4 separate regions of the Mus musculus genome follow, and regions 2, 3 and 4 are each linked to region 1. A link is a contact called in public HiCAR-type and promoter capture Hi-C data. All regions are on one chromosome and are shown on one strand. Each heading gives the region's core, a stretch centred on a gene start, on an enhancer-like site or on the middle of the called end of the contact. The rest is flanking DNA. Distances are from core to core; before and after follow the strand shown.

Region 1 (5,603 bases), core at 1,607-4,106:
ATGAGGGTGTGACCGGGTCAGCAGGTATGTAAACAACCTCACTCTGTGAGCAGCTCGCAAGAATTGTGAGTACTGGAACATCTCAGTCCAGTGTTCTTCACATTTAACACTAGTCTATACAGGTGAACATATACAGCACAGATGAGACTGTTAAGGGGAAGGAGAAAAGGGACGAGTTTTGATACAAGATCAAAATACAGACTGGACCACACTGGTTATTTGTAGAGTTTAATTTACTTTCTAAATAGCAGGCCTCTGCCCTGGAAAGCTAAAGTCTAGGACAAGATCCTAATCAAGTTTCAAGGCTGAGCGCTTCCATACTTAGAATGTAACTGTCAGCAGCTTGCAACACTAACAAGTTGTTGGACCACCTTGCTGGAGAGACGTAAGCCCAGATAATGACTGGTCAATGGTGGGTGAGCCACAACCCTGACCTGAACTGCTTAGACTTGCATGTGTCTCTGGCCCTCTATTTAAACTTTAAACTTTCAGGACCCTGGGGATGGCTGGAATTGAGTCACTGGATCTCCGTGTGTCTTCCCAACGTGGCCACACTGAATAAATCTCCACTGAAAATGTTCTTTCTTTTTTTTTCTTTTTTTGTTTTCTTTTTTTTGTTTTGTTTTGTTTTAACTATTGATTTGACTGTTTTGACTTCTCAAGAACCTGCAGTCTTAGGGTAAAGAATGTGACCCCACGTGACCCCACGTTCCGTGAGTTTCAAGTACTTAACATCTAAGAGGTGCGGATAGATACTTGCTAAGTAACTGAACAGAACTTGAGAGGCTATTCTGGATGAGATCAGTGGTGTGTTCCTGCAGGTCCCAGGCTCCTGGAGGCTGAAGCAGGACTGCTTGAGCCCAGGAGTTGAAGGCCAGTCTAGGCAACACGGTGAAAAGAAACCCCAAAAACAGAAAAGTCAGGTGTGGTATACACCTTTAATCCAGCCCTTGGGAGGCAGAGTCAGGACGATGCCCAGTTCAAGAACAGCCTGTGATAAAACAGTGAGATGCTGTCTCAGAATGTTTTGTAAAAGATGAGCCCTTATGTGTAGTTCCTTCAAATCAGCCCAGACTGGCCTCCAACTCATGTCAATCCCCCTGTCCCAACCACTCAAGTGCTGGGATTTCAGGTGTAAGCCATCATACCTGGCTTCTAAAAAAAAAAGAAGAAGAAGAATGGTTTCTTTTATAGCAGAGCAGGTGACATTTCATTCATAACACAGTCCCTGCTTCTGCAGCTTTTAACACCCTGAATTTAAGATCACTCTGACCGCCCTGTCCCCAACGGCAATGTCTGACATCACACAATTCAGCCCACAATCAGTCTGATAAAGTGGAGTTTGGGTCTGTTCTGTGTTCCTTTGCTTAAACACAAATACAGCCGGCACCAATAGAAAAAAAAATGGCAAAAACAAACAAACAAACAAACAAACAAAAACCCACGCCTTTTCTGTTTCCTTAGGAGAAACAGGAAAACAAAAACAAAAACAAAACAGATCCCATCTGATACATAAAAAAAAAAAAAAAAAAAAAGAATCTTGTCCATTTTCACCTCCAAGCTATTAACTAGGAGCTTAAATGAAAGCTGGAAATCCAACAGAATCTCACCTATACTCCTGGTTCGAGAGACTACTACATTAAGAACTTTTGCACGAAAGAAAGTACTGAGTAATGGATTTTGAACAAATTACATTTTACACAACAAAAGAATGAGTGGGAGGAACCCCCTCCGTGTTTTCTTAGGAGTTCGACCTCTCGGTAACCACTACTTAGCTGAATTCTGAGACAGAAACAAGTACTTTACTTTGAACAACACACAAAAAAAGTCCTGGGGCAGACACTACTTCAGACGCCCCATAAAACAACTCGTCCAAGACGTCATATAAACCGAGCCGGAGCCTTTATCAAAAACTTAAGCCTGGTTTATTTGGTAAGGGCCTGAGAGGGGGGCTTTTAAAATCAAAGTAAAAGCATGCTTTGTAAATGTTCGTCTTGTCAAACTATCTTGCCCATGTTTACCATTAATACGAATTCGACCGAATTCTTTCAAGCCTTTGCATTCTAGGCTAGAAGTAACGTAAATTTCGCCTCTGTGATTTACAGACCCCAGAGATGAAATAAATGAGAGTCTGAGTTTTCAATCATAGAGCCTTAAGAATTGATCTGAGCGCATTCGAAATAGATCTTACCAGGTAAAGGAAAAACACTGGTTTAAACAAGGAAATAAACCAACAAAGGCCCACAGGTGAAAAATCCTGCAATCTTCCGCCATCTCCCAAAGGTGGAGAACATCAATTCCAGAGTCGGACTCCCGGGAGGTCCTGGGCAACTCAGAATCGCCAGGAGGCGACCGCAGGGGACTGGGCGTGAGTGGGCTCCTGGGACTGTCCCCAGGGAGCTGCAAGGTAGGGAGCTCCCTCACCCCTCCCCGCCCCACCCCCCTCGCCCTCTACGCAAAGGGATCCAAAGAAAGAGGTTCCTCGGCTCCCGGCCGCGCTCCCCGGGCGGCGTGCCCAGGCCCCAGAGCTCGCAGGCCGCGCCCCCTCCCCTCCGAGGCGCCCCGAGCGCGCGCACGGCCGCGGAGCCCCCGCCCGACCCCGGCTCGGCATCACTCACACAGCCCGAGCATCGCGGCTAGCACCGACCACAGCCAGCGCCGGCGGGCCGGGGCCGCAATCAGTGCCACGGCTCCGACGGCCTCTGCCATCCTGCTCCCGCCGCTCCGTTCCGCCCGGCTTCCCGCTGCGGTCGGCTGGCTTGCCTTAGACCACACAGCTCTGTCCGGATCGCGGCTGCGAGCGCGAGGACACCTCCACGCCACCGCTCCCCGCTCCCGGCCCCAGTGGCCAACCGCCAGCCTTCTGCCCAGCTCCAGCCCCTGTGCCCGCCCCACTGCTCGCTCATTGGTCCTCCTGGCAACCTGGGAAAGAAGCCATTGGACAACTCGACTCCCTGTCAGCCCCCTCGGGCAAGGCCCCGCCCTCCGGGCCCCGCCCTTGGTGTGATCTGTGCAGCATGCCCGCGTACTGTGCCTCTGCAGCCGCATTACTTTGAGCCTGCCTGCGTGGCTGGTCGTGGGGCTGCCCTCCGGCCCACCGCCGCCAGAGGCTGCCCTCCTCTCTGAGGGGCCAGTCCCACAGTTCTCTTAATGTCCCTCCCCGCGGTCTCTTCCAAGTCCGGATATCATTTCCGACTAGGATCTGCTTGGTTACTCCTGGCCTCACTCACCTAAAGAAAAGCAATTAATTTAGGGACCGGGTGGGGGAGGGGAGGAGTGAAGTGAAGAGAGAGGTGAGGAAAGACTTCCATTCAGTGGTCGAGATAGAAAAAGACCCACCATCTCTTTGACCTTTGCCGAGTATCTGTCTTTGCCTGAACTGGATCATTTGCGTTGCAACATGAGAAGTCTCCATCTTGCCCTAACCTCTGAGCAGGCCCTTTTTTGGCTTTTCAGAGGACAGGAAAGGAATAGGAATTGGAACTCTTTCCCGCCACCTAGATAACCAGTGACTGCACTTACTGTTTGTTTAGCATATCAACGTCCCTCGGCCTATAGATGAAAAGTTAGGACGGAGGCGGTGCCTTACTTCAATTCTGAAAAGTGCCGGCTGCTACTAGTTACCCAGCAAACCCTAAAGAGAGGGAGGATTCTGAGAATGGTCTTCAAAGGGGGAAAAAGGAGGGACCAGACACAAAACAGATTAGAGTGAACGAAGAACGGGAAAATCCAAGTGAGAGTTTGGAGGAGGAAAACAAGTTTTAGGAACAAGACTATAATAGGCGGAGCGTAGTCCAGTAGACCAAAACGCGGCCTCTCCTTTCAGGATTTTGTCAAAAGCCAGTCTTAACAGTGTCCTTCCGATGTTTCCAGTGGCCTAGCCCCTTAACCTTGCAGTAGAGCAAGTTCCTAATTACTAGGCAATTGGAGAAAACCAAGAATGCATATCGCAGCTATTTTGCCTTCCGGTTAGCAGGTCCTGCCCATCGGTGGCACTTTACTTTCAAGGAGCACACATTGGAGTTTTAATAACCAAGAGTTTAGCAGGAAAGTAGAAAGGGCAAGCTGTGGAGGAGTCTGAGAAAGAAGGACTGTCTCAAGTTTGAGGCCAGCCAGCCTAGGCTGCATCAGGAGTTCTAAGGCAGCCTGTGCCACACAGTGTAGACTACCCTGTGAGACTCTTAAAACTTTTTTTTTTTTTTTGTGGCCATCCTTAGGTTATCCTGTGGGCAACAGAAGGGGAGTGGCCACGAAGTCAGATCTGTACTGAGGAGAGCACCTCATGTCTTTAATCCCACCCTCAGGAGACAGAAACAGGGGGCCTTTGAGAGTTTGTTCTACATAGTGATTCTAGGTCTGACAGGATTACTTAGTGAGACCCTGTCTCAGGGGTGGGGGTGGGGAGGAGGCACGGAGGAGCATGCTCAGGCTCATAACATAGGTATCACAGAAGGAAGGCAGCATTGAGAAGTGGTTCAGAAAAAGATCGATGTAGGAAATAGAATCAAGAAAAAGAGTTCTAATTCCTAGACTGTCAACCTTGCCTTTAGGATCAGTTTCTACGGCCTTTTCAGCCAGCTCCTTCCTCCAGGTGAGCGCCTCAGTCCACAGCAGATGACATCTCAGTCATCTACCAGGACCGGTTGTCTAACATCTCCATGATCCGGGGGATTTTGGTCAGGCTGTGCCTCCAGGTCTCAGAGATCTAGACGGTCAGTAGGATAGAGGCTAGCACTGGTGACTTACTGATGAACGGGCTTCTGAAGGACAGAGGTCAAAGGTGCAAAAAGCACAATAATGACAGGTGAGGGTCAGAGGTTAAAGGTGCATTGGCAAGGGAGCGTCATCCACACGGGAGACCAAAGGCCAAAAGCAAGTACATCAAAGATGGGGCTAACACACTCAGAGGCAGACTTGAGGCAAACCTGAAGACCAGAAGCAAGAAAAAGTAAGGCCCCGTATGACCGGGCCACAGAACAAATCAAGTATACCCTGATCAATTTCAAAAGCTACCGGGTTTAGTAAAAACATGAATCCTATTGGCTCGGTTGGTGTTCCGGTCTATGTGACCCCAGGCAGGACTTTCTTTAAGGATGGTTTAGAAAATGAAAAAATGCTAACATCTCGAGCAATTCTATTGGCTCTGCTGCCAGCCATCATAACTGGCTACTGCTTGTGATCCATATAACACCAGAACCCAAGACAAATATGGCTGACATCTTCTTGTGCTATAGTTTAGTTTTACTGTGATTTATTTAGAGATAGAGATGTGTAACATATATACATATATTATGTGTGTATGTATGTATGTATGTATGTATATAATCATGATGTGTATATTGTCTAAAAAATAAAGCATATTTAAACTAAAAATAAAATGTTACCACAATGGCGCACGCCTTTAATCCCAGCACTCGGAAGGCAGAGGCAGTCAAATTTCTGAATTCAAGGCCAGCATGGTCTACAAAGTGAGTTCCAGGACAGCCAGGGCTACACAGAGAAACCCTGTCTCGAAAAAACAACAACAACAAAAAATGTTGCCATGAAAGAATGAAATTCTGTGGGTAGGGGCAGAAACATGTTCTGAACTCTGAATGGATGAC
Region 2 (5,603 bases), core at 1,073-3,572, 840 kb before region 1:
TGAGCTCCAGCTTTGGAGTTACGATGACTGAGTGGGATTAGATAGGCTTCCGGATTACTCTCTTCTCCCACCAGTGTGGATCCCAGAACTTGGGTGCAGTATGAGGACTCTCCCTTCAGCATGCATCAGACCTTCTGGGGGCTTCTCAAACTATACTTGGCTGTATTCCACTGACAGAGTGTCTGAGGCAGGGGGATTGAGTGAGCAGAGAGAGAGTCTACATTCTTAACAAGTTTCTTGGTAACAACCATGCTGCTGGTCGTAGAAGAACAATCTGAGATAATATTTAGCCCCCTAGGCTTGTAGACATACTTTGCAAACAACACAGAAATCCATAGTTTAAATTAGTTATGTATGTTAACATAAAATGCTTTATAAATATTTTATTTGTAATGTCCAAATGTTGATCTAAAAACATAACTGCAGTTTTGATAAAATGATAAGAAGGATTGAATCATGGAATCAAAAGACCCAACCCATACATCTCTAGCTCTAGTAATTGAGGTAAAGAATTTTTCAGACTATAACATACTCAATAGTGAAAAATTAATAATGGTTCCTCAGTATAGATCATGGGGTTATAAAGGAAATGTATGATAACCTACCTGAAAACACATTGCAAATCCTAAATGCACTTCTCCTTTGGCTCTTCTTCTTCTTCTGTCTGTTCTGACCTATTCTGGTTTTTATTTATTTATTTGTTTATTTATTTATTATTATTATTTAGATTCTTATTTGTATCCTTATAAGTGAGAGAAAGATGTGGTGTAGACTTGGGTGGGCGGGGAAATGGGAAGAATCTGGGAGGAGTTGGAGAATCATAATCATACTATGTTATATTTTAAAAATCTACTATAAATATAAGATAAATGCAAATTAAAAAGAGATACTCCAAGTGATTCAAAATGCTAGAATAGGTAAGACATTTTTAAAAATGTGTTCCATACCAAAACTCTAATGAAAAAATTTCTCAAAATCATTAGCCAGGAGACAAAAATATTCATGCCAAACTGCCGCTATACACCTATTAAAATGACCAAAATGTAAAAGAAAGGATAATTTTCTGGTGCCATAGCACAGACAGCTTCTTTTAAAGTTTGACAGACTCTTACATAGCAACCTGGAAATCAGTCATGAGTATTTACTGAAGCAAAATGAAGAAGAAGCTTTATACGAAAACCTCTGTGCACTTATAGAAATTTTATTCGTAAGCACTTATGCATAGTTATATATAAATTTTTACAAATGAGATATTCCACACGTGCTTCAGATGATACCATTGAACAGGACACCCATACTGTGGAACCCTTCTCAGCAATTACAAGAGGTCAGTGACTGGCAGCACAGTCGAGTCTCAAAAGCAGGGGTAACAGAGACTGACCCGTGTGGTGTGACCCCAGTTATTAACAATCTGGAACAGGCAAAACTGTAGAGACGAACATCCGATTGTTGGGTAGCAGAACTAGGTATCGGGAACAAAGAGGATGCAGAGGGCTATGAGGAGGTGCTCTGGACTATCCAGTCTACTCTATAGCATGATTTCAGAGCTGCCTGCAGGACTGTATGCTACACAGTTGAAAAGCTGGCCTTTATTTTATACACTTCACCTCAACAAACAGAAAAGTCAATGTAAAGTTTGAAAGTGCCAGCTGAAAAAACTTACCATTCATTTGAGCTTAACCAGTTCCATACTTAAGCCAGAGCTGAAGGGACCACTTTCAGCAGCTCAGGCAGATGCTGAAGCAGAGATAACGCCCCGCTGCTCTCTCCATGGACCAATAGCACTTCTACCTGAACGTTAGACATTTTAACAGTAGACCTGAAGACAGATCATCTGCTTCTACCCCCAATTAAAAGACGGACTAAGAACATAAAAAGAATCCAGGCACCTAGGTTTGCAGAAATCTAAAGGTTGAGTTCCTTTAACTTATCAACGTTTGTGTTTTGAAATCTCCGCCTGGATTTCCGTATAATTCTAGAGAGCTAAGCAGGAGAACAGCTACCAGATACCTGGTTTGCTAGTAAGAAGGGGCGTGGCAGAGGGGCAGCATGCCGAGAGATGAGGGAAGGATAGGTAGGCAATTGAGGGGGTCTTTCTCAGGTGTTTCTGAGCAGAGTGGAGCAGCTGCCTCTGGTCCCTCTCCGTGAAGTGATTCTCTGGGGAGATTTCCTTGATTTACATGTTCCTTGCATGTTCATAGAATTCCACCTTAAAACAAGCTGGACGCAAGCAAGGCCAGTTTCTCAGCGTGGAAAAGCTTTTGCTTGAGCAATGACACACTGCAGTTGGATCCAGTTCACCCACATCTGGGAACCACATGTCAGCGGCAGCTGTATAAAGTCAGCCCAGCAAACTGAGGGTGACATTTTTTTTGCCAGAAGCCGGGCAGTATGGACCTCACTCTTCTGTGGGTTCTTCTGCCACTGGTGACCACAGCCTGGGGCCAGTATGGTGGCTACGGGTACCCATACCAGCAGTACCAGGACTACGGTGATGATGGATGGGTGAATCTTAACCGCCAAGGCTTCAGCTACCAGTGTCCCCACGGGCAAGTGGTGGTAGCTGTGAGGAGCATCTTTAGCAAGAAGGAAGGCTCTGACAGACAATGGAACTATGCCTGCATGCCTACACCCCAAAGCCTGGGGGAGCCCACTGAGTGCTGGTGGGAGGAGATCAACAGGGCCGGCATGGAATGGTAAGAAGCAGAGAGTGCTCTAGAGATGGGAACATCTGTGTATGTACTGCATGGGAGAAGTTTGGTCCTTAAAATAGCAGGGCTCATAACCTGGGCACATCCTAAACTTGCTATTGCATGCTCTGGCGGGCAGGTGTGTACAATGTAGATAACATTGTAAGGTGAAAAACCAGGATGGGGTATGTCCCATGAAGGATGGATCTGGTTCTACTCCTTCAAAGGCCATCCCTAGGCTCAGTGTGTCCCGCAAGCTGGGTGTGTGTACGCAGAATGCTTACCAGACTTCCAAAATAGAGATGTCTTAAGGAATTTATAGAAAGTGGGCATCCCTGTGACATGGGAATAACACTTCCATTTTGGGATGATTTACCGTTTTCCAAAAATACTGCTCCAGGGTGGTTGGGACAAAATAAACAATTGGGTCCTCAGTATCCATATCCTGAAAAAAAAATATTGATTCAAAGTAAGTGATTGGGTAAACAAGACTGAGAACTAGAAACAAAGGGTCCTGAAGTTAAGTAGTGCTCTGCTGTTCTGATGAAATATGTTCTGGCGAGTTTTACTACTGAGATTTCTCTGTCTCCCTCTCTCTCCCTTTCTCTTGAATTTAAATAGCCTCTGTTGCTAGGATATAGTTTACCAAAGGTTTTTAGAGGTACTGTCCTGACTTCTGCCTTTTGCCTAATCATTGGAACTGCATTGGTCCCAGTTTGTGCTTCTCTGTGGTGTTTGACTATCCCAGCCCTGGCATTTGCTCAGAAGCCCATCTTAAGAGACAGGGGTGGCTATACTGGTCATTCATAGCTGTCCAAATGGAGCCCAAATTTCAGGGCTTAGGGAGATGGTGGAGGCTGACCCTAGGAGAGGCAGACTGAGGGAGGAGGTAGCCCAGCTGGAAGGCTGCCAGGTGTGCCCTCTGCTGAACAAGACAACTGCATGAGGGGCTCCTGCAGGGCACTGGCAGAGTGAGCATCTGGGATGGATCAACATAAAACATTAGTGGTGATACTTTCAGCCATCCAGGAGAAATGCCCTGAGCATACATCACACCACACACTACATTATCTGATCTGATCTAATGCTTTAAGCAAGCCTATAAATCATGCTGTAGGTTGGCAAACTGTGGTCTGGAGATAGGTGGGTTTCCTTAGCTAGAAAGACAAGATTTGGATCCAGAAAGTCTGAGCTACAGCGGTGGGCTTCCAAGAGCCTGCTGCCTCCACCCTAAGTGGACTCCTGTTGACAGAGCCAGGGCCCCAGAACCACACTCAAGCTGAGAGAAGGTGGGAACTACAGGGACTGGCCCAGTGTGGTAAGTGGCAGTTTGATTAGAGCTCTGCTCCTGAGGACAGGGCCTATCTACCCGTGTTATAGGCAGCATTATAGGAACAGAAGCAGACTGAAGAATCTGTAGAGGCCTCTTGAGCAGGGCTGTTAGGCCATCCTTCTCCATTCCCTCTGCTTCTGCCAAACAGATCCAAACCCCCTTCAGACACAGATGACTCAGAGACCAAACTTGTCTTGAGGACAGAGGACAGACCCTGGTGAGTCCCAGCAGGCAGGCTCATTGCCTGGCTTCAAGGGTAGAAATGACCTAGTTGTAACTGCCTGTCCAGTCCACCCACCCCAAGGGACCATCACATAGACGGGCCAGCTTTCTAACCTCTTGAAAGAGCCACAGAAGGACAGCACTGGGTGAAGATTGCCTAACCCCTAACTGGGGGCAGGGCAGGGGGGAGCCCTGGGGTGAGTCACAAGCTGGGTTTTGGTTCTGGTGCTAATGATAAAATGTAATGGGACCTTAGGCCAAGCTTCAGCTGTCTCCCTGCTGCTGCCTTTGGAAGATGAACCCTCAGGCTTTGCAGTCTCTACACAAAGCAGCCACTCACTTCAGCGTGCGCTTGGCTTTTGCTTGCATTCTCTTGAACTGTGTGTTCACCCAGCTAAGGAAAGAAGCCAAATGCTATTTAGTCTGAAACATGCCTGTTTGTAGCTGGTTACCATGAACTCCCAAAGTTGAAGAGAGGGGGGGGAAAGGAAAAAAAGGAAAAACGTGATTTTTTTTTTTTTTTGATATATGGGATCTAAGATTTTCACTTTCCTCCTTTTGACCTTCCCATGGTCCATTGCCTCCTCCATCTCCACCATTCACAGGGCTAGAAAGTCATGAACCCACAAAACAGCTTCTTCACCACCAGACCCAGCTGCCCCAGAACTGGTACCCAATTACTCCCTAGGCATTTTTCTCCTAGATGATTATGGCTTTGTGTTCAGACTCCAGTCTCAGTGAAAAATTTGGAAGGCAAGAAATTGTTCACAGGCTGGGGAGCAATTACGTCTCCCCGACTGGCTGCCTGTTCTTAATCTGTTCTGGGGAGGAGTTGTTGACGAGTTTTCTGCAATTTGGCTGTCTTGTGTAAGTAAATTAGCTTTCAGGTTTATTTTAAGAGGCAGGAGGGACAAACACAAACTTGACAATACAAAGAATCTGCTGAAGAAAACTTGCTAATGGGGAGCCATCTTTTCCGGGTAGAGCCATTAGTGCAGAGTGCTGTTACTCATGGTGTCTATGCTGAAAAACATGTTTTCAAATAAAGTTTCGAGTAAAGCGGGGTGCCTGGTTCCACCATTGAAATTCTGGTCCCCTGTGCATATGCACGCCTCCTCAGGGACAGGTCTGCCGTGCTCTCAGAGGAGCCCTCTGACTTTGATTAGCAAATACCATGGGATACACAAGTCTTTTGTGGAGTAAGACAAAACTGGACGTTGTAGTAACTCGGAACTGCCTTATGGTGGAAGGTTCTCTGAGCTAGGATTCTTCACACAGCCCAGCTGGACTGTCTTAGGTTCTCAATTCCCTCTGGAGGGCAGGGTATAGGAGAAGAAATGAGAGAAATAAAACAGAAA
Region 3 (5,603 bases), core at 1,707-4,206, 670 kb after region 1:
ACCACACACACACACACACACACACACACACACACACACACATCATCATCATCATCATCATCATCATCATCTTTCTCTAAGTGGTTTATGTTTAAATGTGTTATAATTTAATACCAAATGATCCCACGAGTAAATTATCATTCCTGTGTGCTCTCTCTCGGTAAGACAACACTAGGAGGTCCTGCTGTTGTAAAAAATTCCTCTGGTCCTCCCTGTACCACAGAGGATGGAGGGGAGGCAGAGGAAACCTGAGAGACCATATCTCTGCCCCCCACATCTAATTTTGGCTTCACCTTTCACTCAGCAGCAAGGACTAGTAAATGTTGTCTTTAATAATATTTTCAAAGTCTCAGTTAAAAGATTTAGAAAACAAGTGGATCAGTTACATTACAAATAGGTTCCCTAGATTTAAGTAAAAGGAAATTCAATATATTTCTAAGTTTTTAAAAAATAATCGAAATTTCTGTTATTTTTCTAGCTACATCATAACTCTGGTCCTAGTTCATAAGTACTTCTGCACAAAGCTAGGAAGTGAGAAATCTGTGACCGCATCTTTCTTACATTTTTTAGGCAGGGGCCAGAGTTCAAGCTACAGCCCAGTGGACACAAAGGCTAAGTCCACCTTCCAAACGTCTGGCCTAGCCACTCACAACCACAAACACCTGCAATCCTTTGATAGGGAGGGAAACAGGTCTACCCAGGCCTTAAGTAGGTCTGGTGAGCCTTGGGCAGGGCATTACACAGCAGGAGCGTGGTCTAAAAGGTAAGTGAACTGAAACCAAGGTATATGTCCTTCACCTTGACTTTGAGCCATTTGGAGAGCAGAATGGGCCTCTTCTAAAGCACGGGGTTCATACTGGCTCTAAAGACCCCCTTTTGGGACCGGGCCAGCAGTAGAGAACATGCTATTAGTAGTGGCTTTTTTTTTCCCCTTCCTCTCTTGGCCCAACATAGCCTGAATCATTGAAGTTCACCGCAGTGATTATATAGGACAGAGAAAAACATTTGAACAAGGGAGATCCGGGAAGCCTGCCTTAGGTAGAACAAAGACAATTGTCTCCCTATTCCAAGAACAGCATGTAGGAAGCCTCCCTCTCTGTAAGCAAGTTGGGTTTGAGATGGAGCCAATTCCTGCTGAGTAACACAAATACCACCTGTGATCATCTACAGCTCACACTGGTCAGGACCATGGCTCCCAGGCAGAAGATTCTGGAATATGCGATCATAGCCCTTAGCAGCACTCCCTTCCAATCATTTAGAAAACCATGGTGCCTGCTTTTGTTCCTGCAGATAACAACACCATCTCGGAACTCAGCTCCCTGCATGATGATGACAGCAATTTCCGCCAGTCTTACCACCAGATGCGGAATAAGCAGTTCCCTATGTCTGGAGACCTGGAAAGCAATCCTGACTACTGGTCAGGTGTCATGGGAGGCAACAGTGGGACCAACAGGGGGCCAGCCTTGGAGTATAACAAAGAGGACCGTGAGAGCTTCAGGCACAGGTGACGGCCATGAGTGGGAAGGGACCACTGTGTATCTGTTCTTCTGTTTCTATAGACTATGGAATATCTCTTACATATATTACACCCTTGTGATACTGTGTGTGAGAAGTAACCAGTTAAGCCTTTTTGAAATGAGTGTCTTGGGTCCCGTAATGAGACACTCTCTCCATATGTTTTATCCTAGAACCTTTAAAGAACCCACTATCTTCACCACCCTGATCATTTGTCATAAGAATGATGATCATGCCACCATCTCTTGTAATTAATCCTTATACTTCTAAAAAGCAGCTACTGTTTATGTTCCTATTTTAAGGCCAGGAAATAGAAAGTTCCAGATGCTAAGGAACTTGCCCAGGGTGATAAGTCCAAGCAACATTTAATAATCTGTGTGACAGCTCGATTCCTGAATGGCATGCCTGCACTCATTATCTGTCCTTGGAGGACAGTAGGTACCTACCCCCCCCCCCATTTCCTTTACCCACTGCAGAGGTCTCAGGCCTCTTGACTTAATAGGCAACTTGGTCCCTGCCCCGGAGAGAGATACAATCCTTTCTATGTTAACAATTATTCCTGGTCTCCTGGGACCAGAGCTGTGTGTTGCTGTTTGCTGTGGTTGTGAGGGTGGGTGAAGTAAAACATGTGGCTGTCACCCAGGGGTCTCAACACGATAACAAGCTGATCTGTGTGTTTCAGCACTACACAGATCACAAGGTATTTTCAGATACACAACCATTCTGGTCTTCCACACAAACTCAGGAGAGAGCCAGGATTGCTCTGGCTGAACTCGCAGCACAAAAGGTGCCAAAGTTGATTCATCCTGCTGGGCTGAGGGGTAAGATACACCTGGGCCCCTGAAACTCCAGGGGCGCGCTGCAAGGTTTCCATGCAATAACCAGTGACCATCTGCCCGCAGCCAGCAGCGCTCCAAATCTGAGATGCTGTCGCGGAAGAACTTTGCCACGGGCGTGCCGGCCGTGTCGATGGACGAGCTGGCAGCCTTCGCAGACTCGTACGGCCAGCGGTCGCGGCGCGCCAATGGCAACAGCCACGAGGCGCGGGCGGGGAGCCGCTTCGAGCGCTCGGAGTCGCGGGCCCACGGTGCCTTCTACCAGGACGGCTCGCTGGATGAGTACTACGGGCGCGGACGCAGTCGCGAGCCGCCGGGAGACGGGGAGCGTGGCTGGACCTACAGCCCCGCACCCGCACGCCGCCGGCCGCCAGAGGATGCGCCTCTGCCGCGCCTGGTGAGCCGGACCCCGGGCACCGCGCCCAAGTACGATCACTCGTACCTGAGCAGCGTGCTGGAGCGCCAGGCGCGGCCGGAGAGCAGCAGCCGCGGGGGCAGCCTGGAGACGCCGTCCAAGCTGGGCGCGCAGCTGGGCCCGCGCAGCGCATCCTACTACGCCTGGTCGCCGCCAACCACATACAAAGCTGGGGCCAGCGAGGGCGAAGACGAGGACGACGCGGCGGATGAGGACGCGCTGCCACCCTACAGCGAGCTGGAGCTGAGCCGCGGAGAGCTGAGCCGGGGCCCGTCCTACCGTGGGCGTGACCTGTCCTTCCACAGCAACTCGGAGAAGAGGAGGAAAAAGGAGCCCGCCAAGAAACCCGTGAGGGCTCACCCCCATCTCTCTGGAGCTGGGTCCGGGAATGGGGGTTGGGGGGTGGGTGAGTTATGAGGTTGCAAGGCCGCCTGGCGGAAAATATGCTCATGGAGGCTGAGTCATCAGTTTCACACTATCCAGGGGCAGGTGGAGGAAGTAAGAGTGGGACCATCAAGAGATGGCAACATCAACAAAACATATTTTTAAAAGTAGATAATGTATAGGTGATTGTGGAAAAGACCTTCAAAGGGCTCACATTCCCGCTAGCCTTTACCCAGAATTTCTGTGAACTGCGTGCAAGCTATTTTGTGCGTGCTTATGCGGACATTCCAGAGAGTGATGGCTATTTACAAAGGGCCCACTTCTGCCTGTTGAATGAGTGAATACTGAGTCCCGTCATTACCTTGCATGTGTGACAGGACCCTTTGCTTCTGCTCAATTCTCTTGTAAATGGACGTACATAGACTTCATTGCATTCTCTGTACACTTTTCCTTCAGCCCCTGAAAGAGCTCTGGACTTCGGAAACATTGGGGAAACAGTCACGTGTCCACAGGGGGGGGCACCGAAGTACTCCTGCACTCCTCCCCTGCTATACACTTTTTTATATCACTCTCCATGCTCGAGAATTTCTGTTTATCAGCTAACCTGACAGCACTCTTTTTTTCCAGACTCTCAGCTGGGTTGGCCTGCCTACCTTCCTGCCTTTTTTCCTTTTCAATGGAGCTCGAACCCAGGGCCTTGCCCATGCTAGACAAGTTCTCTATCACTGAGCTGCATCCTCAGCTCTGGGCACTTTTCAGTATACAGTATAGGGAGCAGGAGAGTGGACAGGAAATAGGTGTTCGACACTATATTCATTTCCCCAAGCGCCTAAGCGGCTTTGCTTGTTCTTGAAACTAGAGACATGCAATGACCGAGGAAGGTACCGTGAGTGAGGAAGAAACTCTCAGGAGACTTCAGGTTAACAACACACCATCCACCTGTCAGTATTCTTGAGACAATACCAAGTTATTCTGAGGCCATGGAACTGGGTTCTATCTGACATATGTTGGCTTTAGCATTTTCTGGGCTTTGGGATAATCACCAGAAATCTAACAAAGTCTAGAGTCAAGGTGTGCCTGGATTTGATCAGGTTTTCAGCTCTGCCCAGTTAGCCACTAGTTGTGTCTGTTGCTTTCTCAGTCTGTGGTTTAATGGTGGGCTCTTTTTGCTTTTCCCTAGGGCGACTTTCCAACCAGGATGTCCCTTGTAGTCTGATACTTATAAGACACCTCTCTGGATGACTGGAAATCAGATGCAGACTATGGAGACAAGACCCAAATCTGAGAGCCGGCAAGCCTAGGATCTTCTCTGGCCAGCAACCACCTTGGAAGCTTTGCTGATCTCTGCTTTGGCAAGGGATCCTCCTTTAAGAAGGCTGATTTCAAATCTTAGTGCCCATCTATCTCGAGCAACTTACCAAGAAAACGCTCTGTGAGAACATATCACGTAATAACCGACCAAGTTTATCTTACACCCCCACCCCCACCCCCATTTCCTTAGCAGAAACAAGACTCTGCGTCCAGTTCTGAAGCTGGAAGCTTTGAACCCCTGATCTCTAGAAATTACCTATGCCTGCAGTATGTTTTTCTACGAGTGCTATTCTGTGCTTAGACAGAGGAATTTACTACTACAGTTAGAAGACCGTCTGCTCACAAGAGAGATAAATGGTAAAATGGACCTTGTATCCCCTTGCTTCCAGTCACTGGTCAATGAGTCTTGTTATGCTAAAACCAGAAGGCCTTTAGTGAGCGTACTGGCCGTGACCTCCTGGGCAATCACAGAAATGGCTTCAATTTGCTGCTCTGACTCACAATTCTAAGTGGCTGGGACAAACAGAGGAGAGCATTTTGAAAAACCATCTTAAGTGGTCTTTCTTTTTCCATTCAGAGGACACAAACTGCTTTTCATCTTTCTGTCGAACAGAGTGACAATCCTAAGGTTCTCCCTGCCCAGCCCACACTGGTCCCTCTCTTCCCTCCCTCTCCTGGTCTTTTCAGGGCTGGTGCCTCTGAGGGTGTTCCACTCCATGCTTCAGTGTGAATAGCTTGTCATCAGGTGCCTTTGACAGATGCTTCAAACAAACATTTGAGAGAGAAGAAAAGCAGAAGTCGGTGATACAAAATGAACAGGAAATGATATGTAGGCTCATTATATTTTGAATGTGGGTTGTTTCCCCACAAACACACTCAGATTTGTTTTTGTTTTTATTTTTGGATTTGTACTTCACTTAAGAATTATTTCTACCATCCTGATTCTGCAGCTGTTGGGCACCAGGGAATGTGGTGTCCACATCTTTTGGCCTCACTGGCCCACCACTATTGATGCTTTGGGGAAAAGAAGGACAGCACTTCCTCTTCCTGCCATTGCAAAAAAAAAAATTGATTTTTGCCTGAATCCCAAATTGAACTTTTGTAGGTAAACTGCAAAAGTGGCCACAAACTCTTCCCCTCTC
Region 4 (5,603 bases), core at 2,064-4,563, 650 kb after region 1:
CAAGGAAAACAATATGGCTTTCCACAGGCTTTCGGTGATTTTTTTTTTAATTTCATTTCAAAGGCCCCTGGATTTAAAAATTAATTCTCCACAGAAGGTAATTCCTCAAATCGCCATTCACTGCTTTGTTTTGGTTTAATATTGTTTCCATCGCAGAAAGAAAAGATTTTGCTTATTGATCGCACTTTAAACCAAACAGCAAAGTGGGGAAGAAATTATCCCTGCTGTCACCTTGAACTGTCACATTTCCACAGTTATTTTGATCGCCAGGGATAGAGGTTCCAACTGACTTGGGTGTATCTTTTGGCATAGGTAGCAGGCAAACCCCAGGGGCATCCCCAGATTCAATAAATGAGCTCTGGTGGCTGATCGATCAGTGTGTCACAGAGCAGGGCTGTTCTTGCCTCTCCCTCCTGCTCCCTCTTCAGCTCCACTCTCGGGCAAGGTCTCTTCACATGAAACAATGAGGAGCTGGGCAGGCCCCTGCCTCTGCCTGCCTCAGGATAGACAGCTGCTCTCTCTCTCTCTCTCTCTGCAAAACTTCTAGCCCTGCTGTTGGAGGGAGGCAGTCCACCCCCACTGGGGCTACAGAGGGAAGAAGAAGCCCTTTCCCGAAGGAAACCAGGCAGTTGTTTCCAAATGAAGAGGAAAGGAATGCCAGGCAGGCAAAAACACACACTGTTAACATTTTGTGGAATTCGTCATCAGTTTCTGCTTCGTTATGGGCCAAATGTAGTGCTAACTGAGGAGGCCAGAAATAGGTGTGCTCTCAGCAGGTCCCCACGAGTAGGCACCAATTTGGGATTGATTCTTTCCCATAAATACAATGCTGTAGAATTACCTTTGTCTTCCTGTCATTTTTCTATTTTTTTCCTCCATCTCCTCCTGCGACTTACCCAAGAGTACTGCGTAGATTACCTAGGCAAGTAAAAGAATGGGCGGGCATGGACCTCTCTCTCTCTCTCTCTCTCTCTCTCCTTAATTCAAGCTATTCACAGTCCTGTGTCTGGTAGAAAATAAATGTCTCTGCTCACTAGTGTTTTTAAAAGCCATTAAGAACCGATTAACTAATCAATGGATTTGAGGGAGGGGATATCTCCCAGGAGGTGACTCCAGGGCTACTTAATGGAAGTATTTCCTAAGATTGTGTGGAAATGCCCTGGCACCCATCCCTGCTTCCCTGCAGTTCCAGTTTGAATCCTGTCCCACATCCCAGTGATTTCAGTTCAGGCTGTTCAGAGAGGCTACTTGTTGCCAAGACTCCCCCTCCCCCTCATCTCCCTCTTTGCCAGCCATAGCCTGGTGCTGCTAACCAGGGAGATTTGCCCATTAGAAGGGCCTCAGCTCCCAGAGTTCCCATGGCAACAGCCTCCTTGGAGGTCTTTTGTTGCCTGCTAAAACTTTGATCTCAGAGAGTGGCTGCTGCTGTTTCTCTCTGGAAGATTTACAAACAGAGGGAGAACGGTAAAAGAATTGGGGAAGAAAAAAGAAGTTTACTCCTGGCAGAAGGGAGAGGTGGGGGAAAGGAATTATCAGAGCCACACTCTGGCCCCAAGTCCAGAGAGAGAACCTTCCTTCCGAACTTCCTAATTCTGCATTCCTCTCCCCACATTTCATTTGCAGACTTGACCATGCTTCAGGCTTGGGCTCATCCCTGGTAGGGTGGAAGCATCCTACTTTAGCACACACCAGCACCTTCAGAATTCTAGATGGCTTGAGATAATTCCAAAGACTCCCATGAACAGAGGGGCAAAATGAGGGGTGGGCTGTTCTGGGCAATGCTCTCATGTCTCTTCTCCAGCCTCTTTGTCCTATCCCTGGCCTGGTCTGCCCTAAAATTTACTCAGACGCCCTTGCTGTTTTTATGAAGAATGAGAAAATGTATTGAAAGGAGAGAGGAGAGCCAGAGGAGTTACCCAGGCATCTAACTCCTCTTAGAAACTGTAGCTAGGAGAAGAGGCAGAGAGTCCCTCCAAGATATGGAGCCAAACCTTTGATGTTCTGGGCAAGCTTCTCTTAGTTTCAGGAACTCATTGCATAATCCTAATCTTGCTCACTGATAGACACCACAGAGCAGGTCAGTATTGCTTCAATTCAGATTTATATTTAAATTGTGATAAAAAAAATTTCATGAGTATTTTTAGCTGTACTGGGATCCCACACAATGAAGACACAAAATACATAAATGACTTCATTGTGTCCCTGTTAAAACTTTGTGTCCTTTATGAAGATAAAAGTTGTGGTTTGGTGGCGATGAAAGAACAGTTAAAAAAAAAAAAAGGATTAAAGCTGTGCTTGGATAATAAGTATCTGTGTCACAGGTTCTCAGTAGAGGGGTGCTTGCTCTGCAGGAGACATTTGGCAGTGTTTGGATGCCTGTTTTGCTTGTCACGCTGGCCAAGAGTTATGAACCCAGTGAAGAGAGGCTGGGAAGGCTTTGGAGCCTCCTACAATACAGACTAGTTCACGATACTCATGCTCTGACTTTACACATCCCAGATGCCAAGTGTAAGGAAGTCCACTTGGATACTGCACATGGTCCAGTGTGAGCATGGCATAGAGGCTTGGGGCCAGACAGCCCTTGGTATACTAATACGAGCTTAGTTTCCCCAATCTGTAGGAGAGAGGGGTCTTAAAAGTCATCCCAAAGGCTGGTTGTTAAGAAAAAAATCCAGTAGCTATTAGTTCCTTCTCTTACCTCTTGCCACTCTCCACATGCCCCCACCAGTGTGTCATCTCTAATCTGAGGGAACCCTCTTTAAGGAAATCTATGTTGAAGTATTCCTGCTAAACGGTTGGTTTTTTCTTAAGCAGATTTAATGAGTCTCTTGTGAATTGACCGCTAAGAATAGACTCACATTTTCTCATTGACGTCCCAGCCCCCTTTGAAATCATCCTGATGGTGATAAACTTGGGGTTTATCTGACCCAACACACTTTGTTATCTTTGGGTTGTCTCATTTTGGCACCCCGTTTTCTGAGGCATTAGGATGTACAGCTCCCTTCAACTACATCAATCAAGCACTGCAGCCCAGGGAAAGAAGGTGCCTTCATGGAATGGTAGCTGGTTGGAAAATATACCCAAAGACTTCTGACCTGACACAGCTTTGCATTGCCCTGCGTCGCTTAAAAACCAAATGAGGCCTGGCAGACGCTCTTCATGAGTGCCCAGTCCCTCAGCCACCCCAGCCAAGGCTGGCCCCAAGCCTGCTCTACCCTCCCTCCTCACAAGCAGCCCAGCTCACTGTTTTTGCCTCACTTGTTGCCCATCCCTGTGGGAGGAACACGGCCTTCAATTAGCGTGCATTCCTGACCACCTCGGTTGCCGTGGTTACCCCGGGAGGTGCTGGAGCAGCTGGGTCAACCCGCGCGCTCTTTGTAGTCTTCTGAGCCCTTGCGTGGGGGAGGGGACACAGGGCCAGCGCTGGAGTGGGTGGTACCGGGAAATCGGCTCAGTCCCCCAAGGAAAGAATGGCAGTCCGTCAAAGCGGGTCAGGAGACAGTTCCATTTTCTCCAAAGCCAGCTGCCTCTATTCAATGCATGCAGGTTTGGTTCACACGGGGACAGCGCCTCGGATTTTGTTGAATTGGCTTCCCAGAGAGGGCTCTGGGAAAGGGTCCATCATGGAAGCCCTTTATACCCCAAGAGCGCTTCGCCACCAAGGAAAGGGCAGGAACTCTGGCCTGAATGACCTTATAGCAGTGTACCCTCAGTGCCTGTCTGAGACCTCAGGGCTTTTTTGGTTAAGGAAAGTAGTGGTCCCTGAATATTGGATCAAGTCTAGTGGATATCATTGTGCAAATCTGTTTCACCCAGCACAATAAAGTGCAAGAAACCACACTGATCCCCACAAACTCAATTTCCTCCTTCAGTGGTGTCCCGCCATCCTCATCGAATTTTGAGTCAGTCTAGCTCTCTTCTATATTCCATCATCTCAGACCAAGTCAAGCATGTTATATTACTAATGATATTTTCCATCCATTCACTGTTTTGGGGGCCGGAGGTTGGATCACTAGAGCACTTTGCACAGGCCAAGTACCTTTGCAACCATTATTATTGTTTGTTAGTTTCTGTCCGTATGTCTTTTAATTAGATCACACGGTGTCACGATGTATCCCAGTAATCATTTTTCTAGTTGCAATTGCAAGACGTGTTGCGATTTTTTTCAACAATCTCATCCAACATTTTGTACATCCAGAAATTATAGTTTCATTATGTAAGCAGAGGAGTTCCACAAGCACAGGCTGATTTCAGCCATTCAGTGCAAATACCAGGAGATTAAGAGGCACCATGACATCATGGGGATGGGGGTGGATGTTTGGGTGGGGGGCAGGGAGGACAGCTGGAGTCAGTAGACCCCAGTTCTATTCCTCGATTGCTTTTTAGGCAGTTATACAACTTTCCTTAAGATTCTTAATCTCTCTGGTTTTCTGAAGACATCGGATGGAGGCTGTGGTAACCTTTGTGGTCCTTTGGAGCCATAAAATATGATTTAAAAATGTGTAAATAAAAGAAGTCAAGGCCTTTGACCAAACATACAACCCACTGCCAAAGACCTGGAAGCCTTTATTAACAGTTAATTGCAGAGGGTCCAATAGTAGTCACTATATAGAGAGAATTCACTGTCAGGGTGATTCTCCTCTAAGTCTATAATTTAAAGTGAACTAAAATATAAAAGACACAAAAGGAAAAAAATAAACACAAGAAATGCTTAAATACATAGTTTATAAATATATGTGAAGGAAAAGGAAGCTCTATCCACATTTGTGACAGATAGTCATAAACTATATTTATTGGAAGCATGGTTGCCATGGGAATATAGAATAAAATCAGGCATGTGTGTGCCCCTGGGAAATTTCCAAATATATTTGGTATTTTAAATAGCCATAGAAACAACCCTTAGGAGCATCTTTACACATACGGACAAGGGCCAGAGGAAGGCACCTGCTCTCCTCTGAGAGGTAGAAAAGCAGTATTTTTGAGGATTGGGAGTGGAGTGTGCAGAGGGTGGATACAGTACAGCCCTGCAGATGGATCCCGAGCATCCCAGGAAAGCTTGGAAGCATTCAGCAGAAAGGAGAAGCTGGAACCGCAAAGACTGGGGAGGCGTTTGCCACCCTCCTGAAGAGGAAGTTCGCTCTCACGGTGCCCTGGCATGCCTGAGAGTGGCTCTTGTTATCTTATTCAAAGAAATGGACAGAGATCACCGTGCTCTGGGCAACACAGGGATGGAAGAACTGCTCTCACCTCACCGTTACATGAGTTTCTCAGCACTCTGTCTGCCTGCTGCATGCAAAGGAGCCAGATTTAGTCCCCAAAAACAAGTTTGTATGGTATCTAGAATTTCACCTCCCTTTATACCTTGAAGGCTTTCAACTATCAGACCCTGAGCAGAAGTGTGACGGGCACAGACCAAAGCAATCTCTTAGGGTAAAATTTACATTCGTATTATATCTCTATAACCAATTCTTTTACCATACACCAGCCTTGTCTGTTTTCACTGGTGTGAGTGAGGTGGCAAGATGTTCTATTGCCTGGAGTACATCCTTGGCACTGAACACTGATTCCCGGATGCTAACTGTTTTGCCATATGTTGAAAACTG

The links. Promoter capture Hi-C pulls out the DNA fragments that hold promoters and counts their contacts. HiCAR-type assays count read pairs that join an accessible place to other places.
Region 2: a contact with region 1 is called in a promoter capture Hi-C map of cranial neural crest. The contact joins the promoter of Dpt here to the promoter of Mpzl1 in region 1. A contact is called at or near these places in 1 of 39 promoter capture datasets (cranial neural crest) and 1 of 115 datasets of contacts at active chromatin or transcription factors (pancreatic cancer cells).
Region 3: a promoter capture Hi-C map of liver shows a contact between it and region 1. The contact joins the enhancer-like site here to the promoter of Mpzl1 in region 1. A contact is called at or near these places in 1 of 39 promoter capture datasets (liver), 5 of 115 datasets of contacts at active chromatin or transcription factors (astrocytes, embryonic hindbrain, embryonic limb bud and 1 more) and 1 of 9 other capture datasets (embryonic stem cells).
Region 4: a HiCAR-type map of astrocytes shows a contact between it and region 1, with 2.5 times the contacts expected there. The contact joins the enhancer-like site here to the promoter of Mpzl1 in region 1. A contact is called at or near these places in 1 of 484 Hi-C or Micro-C datasets (liver) and 4 of 115 datasets of contacts at active chromatin or transcription factors (astrocytes, embryonic hindbrain, embryonic stem cells and 1 more).

The regions. Positions count from the first base shown.
Region 1 is chr1:165,631,685-165,637,287 of GRCm38.p6, forward strand. Mpzl1 (myelin protein zero-like 1) reads right to left here and starts at 2,857. Exons shown (of 6, transcript NM_001083897.1): 1 at 2,619-2,857. The coding sequence starts at 2,709.
Region 2 is chr1:164,794,341-164,799,943 of GRCm38.p6, forward strand. Dpt (dermatopontin) reads left to right here and starts at 2,323. Exons shown (of 4, transcript NM_019759.3): 1 at 2,323-2,696. The coding sequence starts at 2,392. Gm32569 (a long non-coding RNA gene) reads right to left here. Exons shown (of 4, transcript XR_373663.3): 4 at 1,186-3,135.
Region 3 is chr1:166,306,430-166,312,032 of GRCm38.p6, forward strand. Ildr2 (immunoglobulin-like domain containing receptor 2) reads left to right here. Exons shown (of 10, transcript NM_001164528.1): 8 at 1,291-1,504; 9 at 2,418-3,114; 10 at 4,331-5,603. The coding sequence ends at 4,366. Among named protein-coding and RNA genes, the nearest start is that of Ildr2, 55 kb to the left of the region's middle. Within about 2 kb of position 2,957, at least 87 of the 459 cell types and tissues checked have an H3K27ac peak or open chromatin away from gene starts, as enhancers often do.
Region 4 is chr1:166,279,483-166,285,085 of GRCm38.p6, forward strand. The region is part of intron 3 of Ildr2 (immunoglobulin-like domain containing receptor 2); the gene reads left to right. Among named protein-coding and RNA genes, the nearest start is that of Ildr2, 28 kb to the left of the region's middle. Within about 2 kb of position 3,314, at least 121 of the 459 cell types and tissues checked have an H3K27ac peak or open chromatin away from gene starts, as enhancers often do. A contact at or near this core is called in astrocytes, embryonic stem cells, liver and 1 more, where this site is marked.